Linked DNA regions of Mus musculus: regions 1 and 2 are each linked to region 3. The links are chromatin contacts, called in public Hi-C maps. All regions are on one chromosome and are shown on one strand. Each heading gives the region's core, a stretch centred on a gene start, on an enhancer-like site or on the middle of the called end of the contact. The rest is flanking DNA. Distances are from core to core; before and after follow the strand shown.

Evidence for each region. A called contact is a pair of places that touch in the nucleus more often than the background predicts.
Region 1: a contact with region 3 is called in a Hi-C map of cortical neurons, with 2.6 times the contacts expected there. The contact joins the promoter of Slc35f6 here to the enhancer-like site in region 3. A contact is called at or near these places in 2 of 39 promoter capture datasets (hippocampal neurons and liver), 1 of 15 datasets of contacts at CTCF or cohesin (the NIH/3T3 cell line), 3 of 484 Hi-C or Micro-C datasets (bone marrow-derived dendritic cells, cortical neurons and nephron progenitors) and 2 of 9 other capture datasets (adipose tissue and pancreatic islet).
Region 2: a contact with region 3 is called in a Hi-C map of forebrain, with 2.8 times the contacts expected there. The contact joins the promoter of Cenpa here to the enhancer-like site in region 3. A contact is called at or near these places in 6 of 39 promoter capture datasets (cranial neural crest, embryonic stem cells, hippocampal neurons and 3 more), 1 of 15 datasets of contacts at CTCF or cohesin (the NIH/3T3 cell line), 1 of 484 Hi-C or Micro-C datasets (forebrain), 2 of 115 datasets of contacts at active chromatin or transcription factors (both in embryonic stem cells) and 2 of 9 other capture datasets (adipose tissue and pancreatic islet).

Annotation. Positions count from the first base shown.
Region 1 is chr5:30,645,954-30,649,416 of GRCm38.p6, reverse strand. It overlaps Slc35f6 (solute carrier family 35, member F6), which reads right to left and starts at 1,478. Exons shown (of 6, transcript NM_175675.3): 1 at 1,319-1,478. The coding sequence starts at 1,395. Mir5625 (microRNA 5625) reads right to left here and starts at 1,481; the gene lies at 1,402-1,481.
Region 2 is chr5:30,665,048-30,668,601 of GRCm38.p6, reverse strand. It overlaps Cenpa (centromere protein A), which reads right to left and starts at 1,716. Exons shown (of 5, transcript NM_007681.3): 1 at 1,489-1,716. The coding sequence starts at 1,573.
Region 3 is chr5:30,773,891-30,777,279 of GRCm38.p6, reverse strand. All of the region lies in intron 2 of Dpysl5 (dihydropyrimidinase-like 5), which reads right to left. Among named protein-coding and RNA genes, the nearest start is that of Gm46907, 39 kb to the left of the region's middle. Within about 2 kb of position 2,024, at least 44 of the 459 cell types and tissues checked have an H3K27ac peak or open chromatin away from gene starts, as enhancers often do. A contact at or near this core is called in cortical neurons and forebrain, where this site is marked.

The sequences.
Region 1 (3,463 bases), core at 229-2,728, 130 kb after region 3:
GTACCTTACAGTCACCCTGATGAGTGCCCATGTCTTTTCTGGGCACTTCACAGCGTTGACAGACTTTGTTGTTAGATCCAAGAATCCTGAGAAGTAAATATGAAATGGCTACACGAGGCTCACAGCCAGCTTCTCAATGCACAGAGGCCCAGGAAAGCCAGAGCACAAGCCTGGAGGCCTTTCACTGGGAGCCGCCACACCAACTTTCTTTCCTAGCCAGGCCCAGTAAGAAACTGAGGCTAGACTTGGAGAGGGGCATTGTTCGCTGCTGCCCACACGCACACTGGACAAAGGACAGATGATGCACACTGAGGATTTTGGATGCAAATAGATAAAGAAAGGCCTTGCCCTGAGGCAGAGGCAGAGGCAGAGGCAGATAAACTGACAAACAACTGTCAAGTTAAAGCTAGGCCTTTCTGCCAACAATGGAGGAGACCACATTAACTTTCTCAGCTTTGTGATGCCTGGGCCTTAGCTCCCAACCAGCTGAAGACCTTTACTCCCACACACCAGAGTGCAAGTACCCAGCTACCATTCTGGTTTCGGTTAAGGAGCCTTTTCTCCAGATAGACACTTTCTTTTGATCCTCTGGGTCAGTCAGCCTTGTGGCTTCATTTTGGTTTGTATCACCTGCCTCTCTTGATGGCACCTGCTAGGTGTTCTCACTGTAAGCAGAGCCAGAGTGGTTCCCAGCCTCACATAAACCTCTGCGTTTATCACACTGATTCTTTTTTCAGTTCTCCCACGTTCAACGACGTGGTGTGCCCTCTGATTATGGAGGGAAAAAGTCCAGCTGGGCATTTGATGCTGTGAACAAGCAACTTGGAGCTGGCCTTTCTCTTTCCTGCCTCCAAACCTCTGCCACCCACATAAGAGCCCCAACTAAGCATCAAGATGTTGTCTATTCCCTTTCTTTCCCCATGAATGACCCTATGGCCACCTCCTCCTGGCTTGCCCATCCCTTCAGCTCGGCCTCTCCAAGAGCACCGGTGCTTCCCAGGCAGGCCCCCAGCCTCCTGCTGGAAGTCTCTCAGTCTCTGACCGCAGCGCCAGAGCGCCGCCGGGAGAAACTGATCCAACCCTTCGGTTCAAAGATGAGGAACTGAGGCTCAGAGATAGAAGTGACCGCGAATCAAAGTGGCCTTCAAATGCCCGCTTTCTCCCGGCCTCTCACCCCTTCGTCCACACCAGCGCGACTGAACTCTCGGTAATGTGGAGGGCTGGTGGGGTTGGAGAGTAGCGGACGGGTGGGGGACAGGGCGCCGGGTGTCAGCACCCACCGGCCCAGCAGGTCCCTCCCGGTCTGACCCAGACTCACTTTGCCGAAAGCGTGTTGATGGAGCCGGTGACCAGCATAAGCCCGGCCAGGAACAACTGGTACTTAGTCCAGGCCATAGTGGTGGACACGAGAGACCACTTGAATCAGCAGCTCCAACCCGGGTCACCCGGGATGTGGAGTCTCCTACTCAAGAACTTCCGGGCCGGGAGTCACATGACCCCACTGGCCCACGCCCCACGCCCGCTAGCCCCGCCCCGGAGCTGCCACCGGTCTTTGGTAGGAGAGCTGGAGAAGCAGAGTGCAGGGTCCCGGGCCAAGGCTACCAGATTTTCTTTTCTTTTCCATTGCTCGGCTTCCTTTTCTTTTTGTAGTGCTAGTGTCTCATGCATGCTGAGCGAGCCCTGTACTTCTGCAGCGTACGCTCCCAGCCTCTTGGCCTCCCGGTTTGTAAAATGGGCGCTCGGGGTCATGTAGAGATGCTTAGGCAATCTTAGAGCATTTTATAAACAATTTTGAGAGGTTGAGACTGGCAGTTGGTAATAGTTACAGCGTGGGAATCTCTTTTCTCCAGGATCTCCAGAGAACTGGAGTCCTGAGAGAAATGTCCCTAGGGATCCCAGCCCGTTGAATTGCTCACATCTTTCAGTAAAGGGAGCATTTGAGTTGAGTTGTAGCTTCCAGTAGGGTGTTTAACAGCTAAAACACAAACTGGGTGTGCATTCCTAGCACTTGAAAAATGAAGGCCAGTTTCCACTATATAAGGAGTCTGAGGCCAGACTGAGTAACTAAGTAAACAAATAATTAAAATAAAATGAAAAATGAAACCACAGAAGCCAAGGATTAAGGTTATGCTTATGAGTAGCAGTGGTGTGTGTGTGTGTGTGTGTGTGTGTGTGTGTATGAGTGTATTATATATATGTGTGTGTTGGGGGTGTGGACTTGAAGATAAAACACCATGGCTTTTGTATAGTTCCTGCATTAAGCTTCCCCACGTACCCCTGAGGACCCCTATAAATATTGTTTAGAAGCATCCCTACAGAAAGACCAGACCTCGGTTTGTGTGTAGAGGACTTCTAGCATTTAATTAATTAGTTTTTGAGACAGGATCTTGTTATATAAGCCAGACTGTCTTCCAGCTCACTGTGTACTCCAAGATGGACTCCAGTTCATGACTGGCTGTCAGTTTGTTAAAAAATAAATTTATTTATTTGTGTGTTATTGGAGGGCACTTTCAAGGCATATGTGGTACATGTGGAGGTCAGGGAACAACCTAGGGGAGTGGGTTCTCAGCTGCCAGCTGCCTACCTTCCTGTTCCATGTGATTGGCAGCTCATGCCCTACCACAGGTAAAAACAAAAACCCCCAAACACGCTTGATGGCCATTTGACCCACCATACATAGTCCCTCTGTTTCTGAAGATCCTATTACTGCAGGTATGAAAAAAAGGGTGTTTTGACCACTTCTTCCTGGTTGCCTTGAACTTGTAAACATGTATAGTATACACTCAAGGGACTGTAACATCTGTTTTGGGAGATGAGGTAGAGAATGTATTATAAGTAGGGTCTTGAACAAAAATATAGGAGGCTATCGTACAGACAGGGAAACATCTTTCATGTAAGAAGGGTTATGTGTTGGATAGCTCTTGGACCTACAGAACATTCCAGAATTTTTCTTCACGAGAGTGTGCTCTTTTCAGTGAAACCAGGGATAAAAGATCCAAGAGGTGACTTCTGAGCTATGTGTCCCCCACAGTGCTTTTAGTTTTGTGTCATTTCAAAGGAAGTAGTAATTTATCCAAAACTGTTTCCTGAGACATTGGAGACTAGATGAAACACAACTGTGTCCTAAAGGGACACCATCTGCCAGGCCTCCCCACCCCTATTCCCCATGGGAGACAGTTCTTATCGACTACAGTAGGACTCTGGGCTATTTTCCCATAGGTTCAGGCCAAGGATACTTGCCTGACATAAACATTACTAATGACATTGGTGTCACTAGCCCGACATGATGTCACTAGCAGAGCAGTCTTTGTCTCTAGAGTCACATTAGAAAGTGAATTCTAATTTATTATATCATGCTGTAAGCACTCATCAAACAGCTGTCTCTGAAGTCTGGTACACAGGAGGATTTATTGGCAAAAAAGCACGTAGAGCCTACCACGTGTAAGGTCCAGAGTCAAGTACC
Region 2 (3,554 bases), core at 467-2,966, 110 kb after region 3:
AGAGCCAAGAAGTGGGCGCAGCTGATGTAAAACTTTTCCCTAAGATAAGAGTAATGGAAGGTTGCTTCTACACTGGAAGTCCACATCGAACATCAGCTCTGGTCGAGCGGTACAACCATGACCACATTATTCCCTTAGGGGCTCACCATACCTCAATGAGAAATAGAATGTGGTGGTGCATGCCTTTAATCCAAGCACCAGAGAAGCAGAAGCAGGCATGTAAATCTAATTCTAAGTCCTTCCTTACCCCCCTTTTTATTAACAAGCTGCTGGCATTAAGCTAGGTAGGTTCTGAGATATTCTTTTTTTTTTTTTTTGAGGCAGGGTTTCTCTGTATAGCTCTGGCTGTCCTGGAACTCACTTTGTAGACCAGGCTGGCCTCGAACTCAGAAATCCGCCTGCCTCTGCCTCCCGAGTGCTGGGATTAAAGGCGTGCGCCACCGCGCCCGGCGGTTCTGAGATATTCTAACCCGGCTAGGCTGCTGTTACCAGGCTATATGACCCATTATTTGCCATCTGATCTTGCCCTGGCTCTCTCTGGTCCATGTGGGTCCTCATGGCTGCTCTCTTATCCAGACCTCATGAGTAATCCTTCTTCACCCACATGGTCTCTCCATCTCTTCTTCTCACCTGGTCTCTTCAGGACCCTCTGATTGGGAACAGAAGTCCCACTCTTCTTTCTTCTGCCCAGCCAATTGGTTGATCAGCTCATTAACCAATCAGAGGTGATGGAAAACAGTTTTTACATCACATTGAGGCAGTGTCTGGATTGTAACCAGATCTCAGAAATAGTTCCTGAATACACACTGCATACAACCATCCCCAACACAGGCAGAGATCTGTGAGCTCTAGGCTAGCCTAGTCTACATAGCACGTTTCAGGTCAGCAAGCCAAGGCTACACACCGATACATACCGAGTTCCCGTCTTAAAAAAAAAAGGGTCGGGGAGAGGGTTGGGGATATAGTTCTGTAGTAGAACCCTTGCCTAACATACACGGAGTCCTGGGTTCCATCTCTAGTGCTGCAAATAAATAATAAAGAGTAGGAGTTAGAAAGCTGGTTCAGCTGTTAATAGCCCAGGCTGCTCTTCCAGGGGGGCCGAGTTCTCTTCCTAGCACTCTAAAAAAAAGGGCAGCTCACAACTGTAACTCCGGCCCCGGGGTTCCGACGCTCTCTTCTGGCCGTCGCCAGAGCACGAACACAAAATAAATGCAAAATACATGCAAAGTAAATAAATGCAAAAAAAGACCCCGTGTCCGTCAGAATGAGTTTGTCTTTGCTCCAACTCCTTGTCTTGTCTGCATTTCGTTTTTCTCCCTGCTGTAAACCGGTCAGGAACAAACAAGCAAACAAACAAACAAATAAACAAAAAAACCATTACCCCTACGCGAGGTTAGCGGCAAGCCGTGACCAGGAACCGTCCCTCTACAGGCCCGGCCCCACAGGATGACCGCACCGGCCTCGGAGGTGCAGGGCAGGCTCGCTTACCTACACTGGAGCTCTGTCGCGAGGGTCCAGGCGCCGGGCTGGAGGGTCTCCTCCTTGGGGTCTGCGGTTTGCGACGCGGGCCCATGGCTGGCCTCGAGGGGCCGGGTCCCGCCGCCTTCCCTAAGCCTTCTTGGTCCTGCTGCCGAAACCGAACGCGAGCAAGCCCAAGGTGCGCGTCAGGACCGCCAGAACTCGGTCGCCAGCAGTTCAAAAAATCACCCGCCCCTCCCACCGCATCTTTTAAATCCCAACTTTGTGACTCTCAGTGGCTGGTTCTGGAAAGCCAGCGTGGAGCGACATCCAGATAAACCAATGAGAATAAAGGTCTGAAGCCAATGGGTACTTGAAGACGGGAAGGAAGGCAGGATTTCCCCACCCTTTTCCTGTTGATCTCTTTTTCAGATGCCCTCTGGGCAGGACGGCTCAGTTCTTACGTGGGTGGTGGGTTTGTAGAGCTCACTTCCTCAAAAGTTTTATGCTTTTCTATCAAACGTTGAGGTGGCTTTAAAAATACGGAAACAGATGCCCAAGAATGTGACAGCTCCACACAGCACCCGTGACACTCCTGAAAGCAACCAGCAAATATGATTCAGAAGCCTGGTTAACTGCATGACCTTTTCAGAAGATAGGGTCGTGGGGACAGCCAGGACGGAGGAATCTGAGGACAAGGTCCAGGCAGGGCAGGCGCCAGCACTATTATTGGACCATGCTATCAAACACAATGACAGAATTGCCTGAGAAAAAAACCGGCTTTTCCTTTTCTCCCGGGAGTAATATGAATTCAGGTCATGGCTCCGTAATTAGAATAAAGAGAATTTCGTCATTTTGCTTTTTTGAGTTTTCTAAATGATCTATCATGAACGTGTACTCTAATCAGGAAAATACTTATATAATCAGTGGTTTCATAGAAGCCTGGTGGAACATTGGGGTGGGTGGTGTAAAATGGCACAGCTGCTATGGAAATGTGTCATGGTTCGAATCTGAAATGTCCTCCAAAAGTTTGGTGTCCTCTGTGCAGCAGTGTTCAGAGGTTGGGCCACAGGTGCTCTGACTTCATCTGTGTATTCCTTTAATCCCAGCACTTGGGAAGTAAAAGCAGGTTTGTTATAAGGACAGGGCCAGTAGACCTACATAGTGAGTTCCAGACTAGTCAGAGCTATGAGCAAGATTTTATCTTATTTATTTTATTTTATTTTTGTCTCAAATAAACAAAAGACCAACAACCAACTCGTTCAATCTCCAGTATTTTACCAACAGACATGAAATTTAAACATAGAATTACTATATGATCCAGAAGTCCATATATATATATATGAAGACATCAGGATCCTCAGCAACTGTTAATTAGTCAGATAATATCCGTGTATGAAGTCTGCTCTAGACAGATAGCCCTTTAGTAAACTAGAAGGAGAAAGCTAGATTGAGGACAGACTCTACGATTCATAAGAAACTGATGATACTACCTATATAACTGTAATGGTGTGTGGGTTAAGGCATAAGAGGAGGGTAGTGCTTATTAACGTACGTAGTTTTGCATATTTTGGCTTTTGAACCAATCGGACTGTTGTACTGCAAGTGGGGGTGGGGCACCGGAAGAACGCAGGGCAAAATCCGAAATGAAGATCCACAGCTTGTATCTTCCTTCACCAGGCCGGAAGGGGAAACAGTGGAAGTCTGGGCCAGATGCTGTGATTTGTGGTTTCTTCTTTGGGTACCTGGCTGTCACTGGTGTACTGCCAGGAGTCAGGAATGGGGGTCCAAGATTTTACCCCCCTCCAACATCTGGGCATGCCAGGTGGAGAGGTCGAGGCAGAGCCCAGGATGAGTGAAACCTGGTCTGACTGGGAGTGAGGGCAGAGCGTGCTGGAAGAACTGGAGAGGAGAAGACCTTGCTCAGGGGTCTTAGGCGCAGCTCTTTAGTCAAAGGCCTTCTTCACCTCGTTTCTGAATGAAACAACTTTCTGAGACAATCTTTGCTTGCTCCTATTGCTTTATTTAATGATGGATGTGAATGCATATACTTTATTTGGGGTGAACCAGGGATTATATACCTCTTGTGGGAAGGA
Region 3 (3,389 bases), core at 775-3,274:
GCCTGCACTTAAGTCACCATCACGATGATGCACGGTGTTCAGGTGCACCCAGAACAACCATGGATGATCAAACCCAGTAAGGTCTGCTCAGGGGAGGGTCAGAGCTGTGACAGGGGAGGGTCAGAGCTGTGACAGGGGAGGGTCAGAGCTGTGACATGATCTTCTTTAGAACCCTGGGTTCAACAAATAAACCTGATTCTTCCTCATGTGGGGTTCTAACTTGGGTCTTTGGAAAAAGCACTTAGCATATTGGGGAGCCCAAGCCTGGCTGTTACCTTCCCAGTAAGATCTCCCTCTAAGTGATTTTTGGCTAACTCCAGTATATAGACAACAAAATCAAAGGCCCAAGGGTTTGTTTGTATATACCTGTTACAGTGGGAAGCCCAATCAAGTGTTCACATGGAAAATATGGTGAGCTAGCTACAGACATGCAGTAAAGCACTACGTGCTTTAATAGGGGATTTTAAAGATATTGTTCTCTCACCTATTTTTGTTTGTGTATTTACCCAGACAGGGTTTCTCTGTGTAGCCCTGGCAGTCCTGGAACTCACTCTGTAGACCAAGCTAGTCTCAAACTCACAGAGATCCGCCTGCCTCTGCCTGATGAGGGCTGGGGTTAAAGGCGTGCACCACCACTGACCAGCTTTTCTGTCACTTCTTATGAAGCAGTTTTACTTAACTTGGGAATAATAATAAATGGGTTGGGTCAGGCAGTGGTGGCACATGCCTTTAATCCCAGCACTCAGGAGGCAGAGGCAGACGGATTTCTGAGTTTGAGGCCATCCTGGTCTACAGAGTGAGTTCCAGGACAGCCAGGGCTCCACAGAGAAACCCTGTCTCAAACAAACAAACAAACAAACAAACAACAGAACATAATAATAATAATAATAATAATAAGAAGAAGAAGAAGAAGAAGAAGAAGAAGAAGTCAAAATTCACAAAGTAAAGTACTGTTTTGGTGTGAGAGTTGTCCAAAAAAATTCACCAGCTTCTTCCATATCAGCCCCTTTGTCCTCATGTCCCCTACCTGAGTTCATGAGCATAATTTGTCTTGTCTGGGATAGAGCACTTTCAGATGCATGACTGAATTCACAGGCTCCACAAGATATTACTTTAACAAGGTTTTTCTCCCCATCTTGTGTATATTTGTGCATGTGTATGTGTGTTTGCATGTATGTAAAGTCTGTGTGTGTGTGTGTGTGTGTGTGTGTGTGTGTGCATGCACAGGGATGTGCATGTGGAGGAGCTCAAGGTGGATATTGGGAATTATTCTCAATTGCTCTTCCATCTTAACACTAAGCAAGGTGTCTCGATCAAACCGAGAGCCCACTGATATAGCCAGTCTGCATAGCCTCCTTGCTCTGGGGTCTTCTGACTCTGTCTCTCCAGGCTGGGTTCTGGGAGTCAAATAAATTCAATTTATTTGAATAGGTAACTTTTGTGATCGTCCAAAGTGACATTTCCCAAAGGTCAGGTCAATGTGCTGTTCCCAAATAAAACCCGGTTGTTAGGATTAAAATAACCGAGAGAGGGGTCTTCACATGTGGGATAGCTTCACATGTGTTGGAAGAGAGAGCCAAGTATCACTAAGGAATGGTAAAGTATCCTTCTGATTAATTATCCTGATTCGGGGTTGGAGAGATGGCTCAGAGATTAAGAGCACTGACTACTCTTCCAGAGGTCCTGAGTTCGATTCCCAGCACCCACATGGTGGCTCATAACCATCTGTAATGGGATCTGATTCCCTTGTCTTGTGTGTCTGAAGACTGCTACAATGTACCCATATAAATAAAATAAATATCCTGATTCATTCTGCTTTCCACTGGAGGAAAAAAGCCCGATGAAGCTGTCTTCTCCATAAAGTCAAATTCCCTGATCACAAACCAGAGACACTCCTGGAGACTAAGGCCGAGAAAATGAGTCAAGCAGCCAAACTACAATTAAGAAGGAAAAAAAATCTCAGAGCCGGGATGGCCTGACTTCTTGTATTGCTTAAATGCAGCCAACAGAGGGCGGTAGCTCCGTGTAATACATGCAGGCGTGGGGGTGGGGCTGGAGCTGGGGCTGCGCAGATTGTAGTTTACTAGCTGGCTTCTGTTCCCGGTTCCGCTGGAGCCTGCGCGGCTGATTCATCCTTACAGCAGGTGGATGTACTCTGTTTTGCCCTGTCCCCGTGCACATGGGGGAGTCTGATTTACTAGCAGTGCATAGCCTACACTGTTTAGTTCTTTGGCTCTCAGTTGCTGTTCTTTGTGCCTCTCAGCACAGCGGCAGCTGTCGGTAGAAAAGAGGGGACCCGTGGAGACGCTAATGATAAAGGACCTGGGACTGTTCTTAACGCCCAGTACCCCAAGGCAAGGATAGAAAAGGCAATTCATTTAACAAATCTCCAAATACTCGACAGTACAGATCGGGCTAATAAATCGTCATCTTCCTCTGAAACTGAGCTACAGTGCAGAGAAACTGGTTTCCCCTGGAGCCCGCCCTACCCCACAACTTCCACCCTGGATGCATGCTGGGCACACAGATCCAAACTCTGCCCACTGCTACAAAATGCCACCCTTGGACCTAGTGTGTGCACATTTGTGTTTGGATCACTAAGAAGAGAGGTCCAGCCTTGTGTGGATCCTGGAAGGACTCTTGGCTTTTAGGCAGGGAATTCCAGAGACCAACAGTGGTCTGGGTATAGGTTAGGGGACTCGAGGCTGACACAGCTTCTGAGCCTGGTGGGGAATCAGTATAGGCTATCAGAAGCACCAAGCAGCATCCTCTGGAGCCTAGCCATAGGAACTGAAGAGTTCTGGAAAGCATGCTGAGCAGCGGTCTTGAATTTCCCATCTTACTGGCTGTTACCCAGGAGCAGCCACGAGCCCCCTCTGCAGCTACACATGCAGCCACACACATGTGCATCTGTACCTGTAGGGCCACAGCTGTGGAGCTCAGAAGAGCACATATTACTATTACTACCACTGCGACTCTGGGCCTCCAAACCGGAGTTCATAGGCTCAGCAGATCCTCCTCCCACCAGCTGCCGGCTCTGTGAACACGAGGACACCACAGATGTGACAGATCTTTTTATTGTCACCCCACAGGAAAGCCTTGCACAGGTCAGCAGCAGAGCAATGCACTGTCCTGTCCCTGATGCTTTAAGGAGGACGTGTTTAAGGAGGGGTGGCTGTGGGCCTGCCACACGTCACGACTACTTAGACACCACCTTTTACTTAGGTGAGCTGAAGGCAGTAGCACACAGCACAGTGCTCTCGGAGGCTGTTTTAGAGCTTCTATGGCTGGGATGAAACACATGAGCAAAGGTGGCTGGAGGAGGAAAGGGTTCCACATCAGTCCCTCCTCAAACAAAGGAAGTAGGGGCAGGAATCCCACGCAGGCCA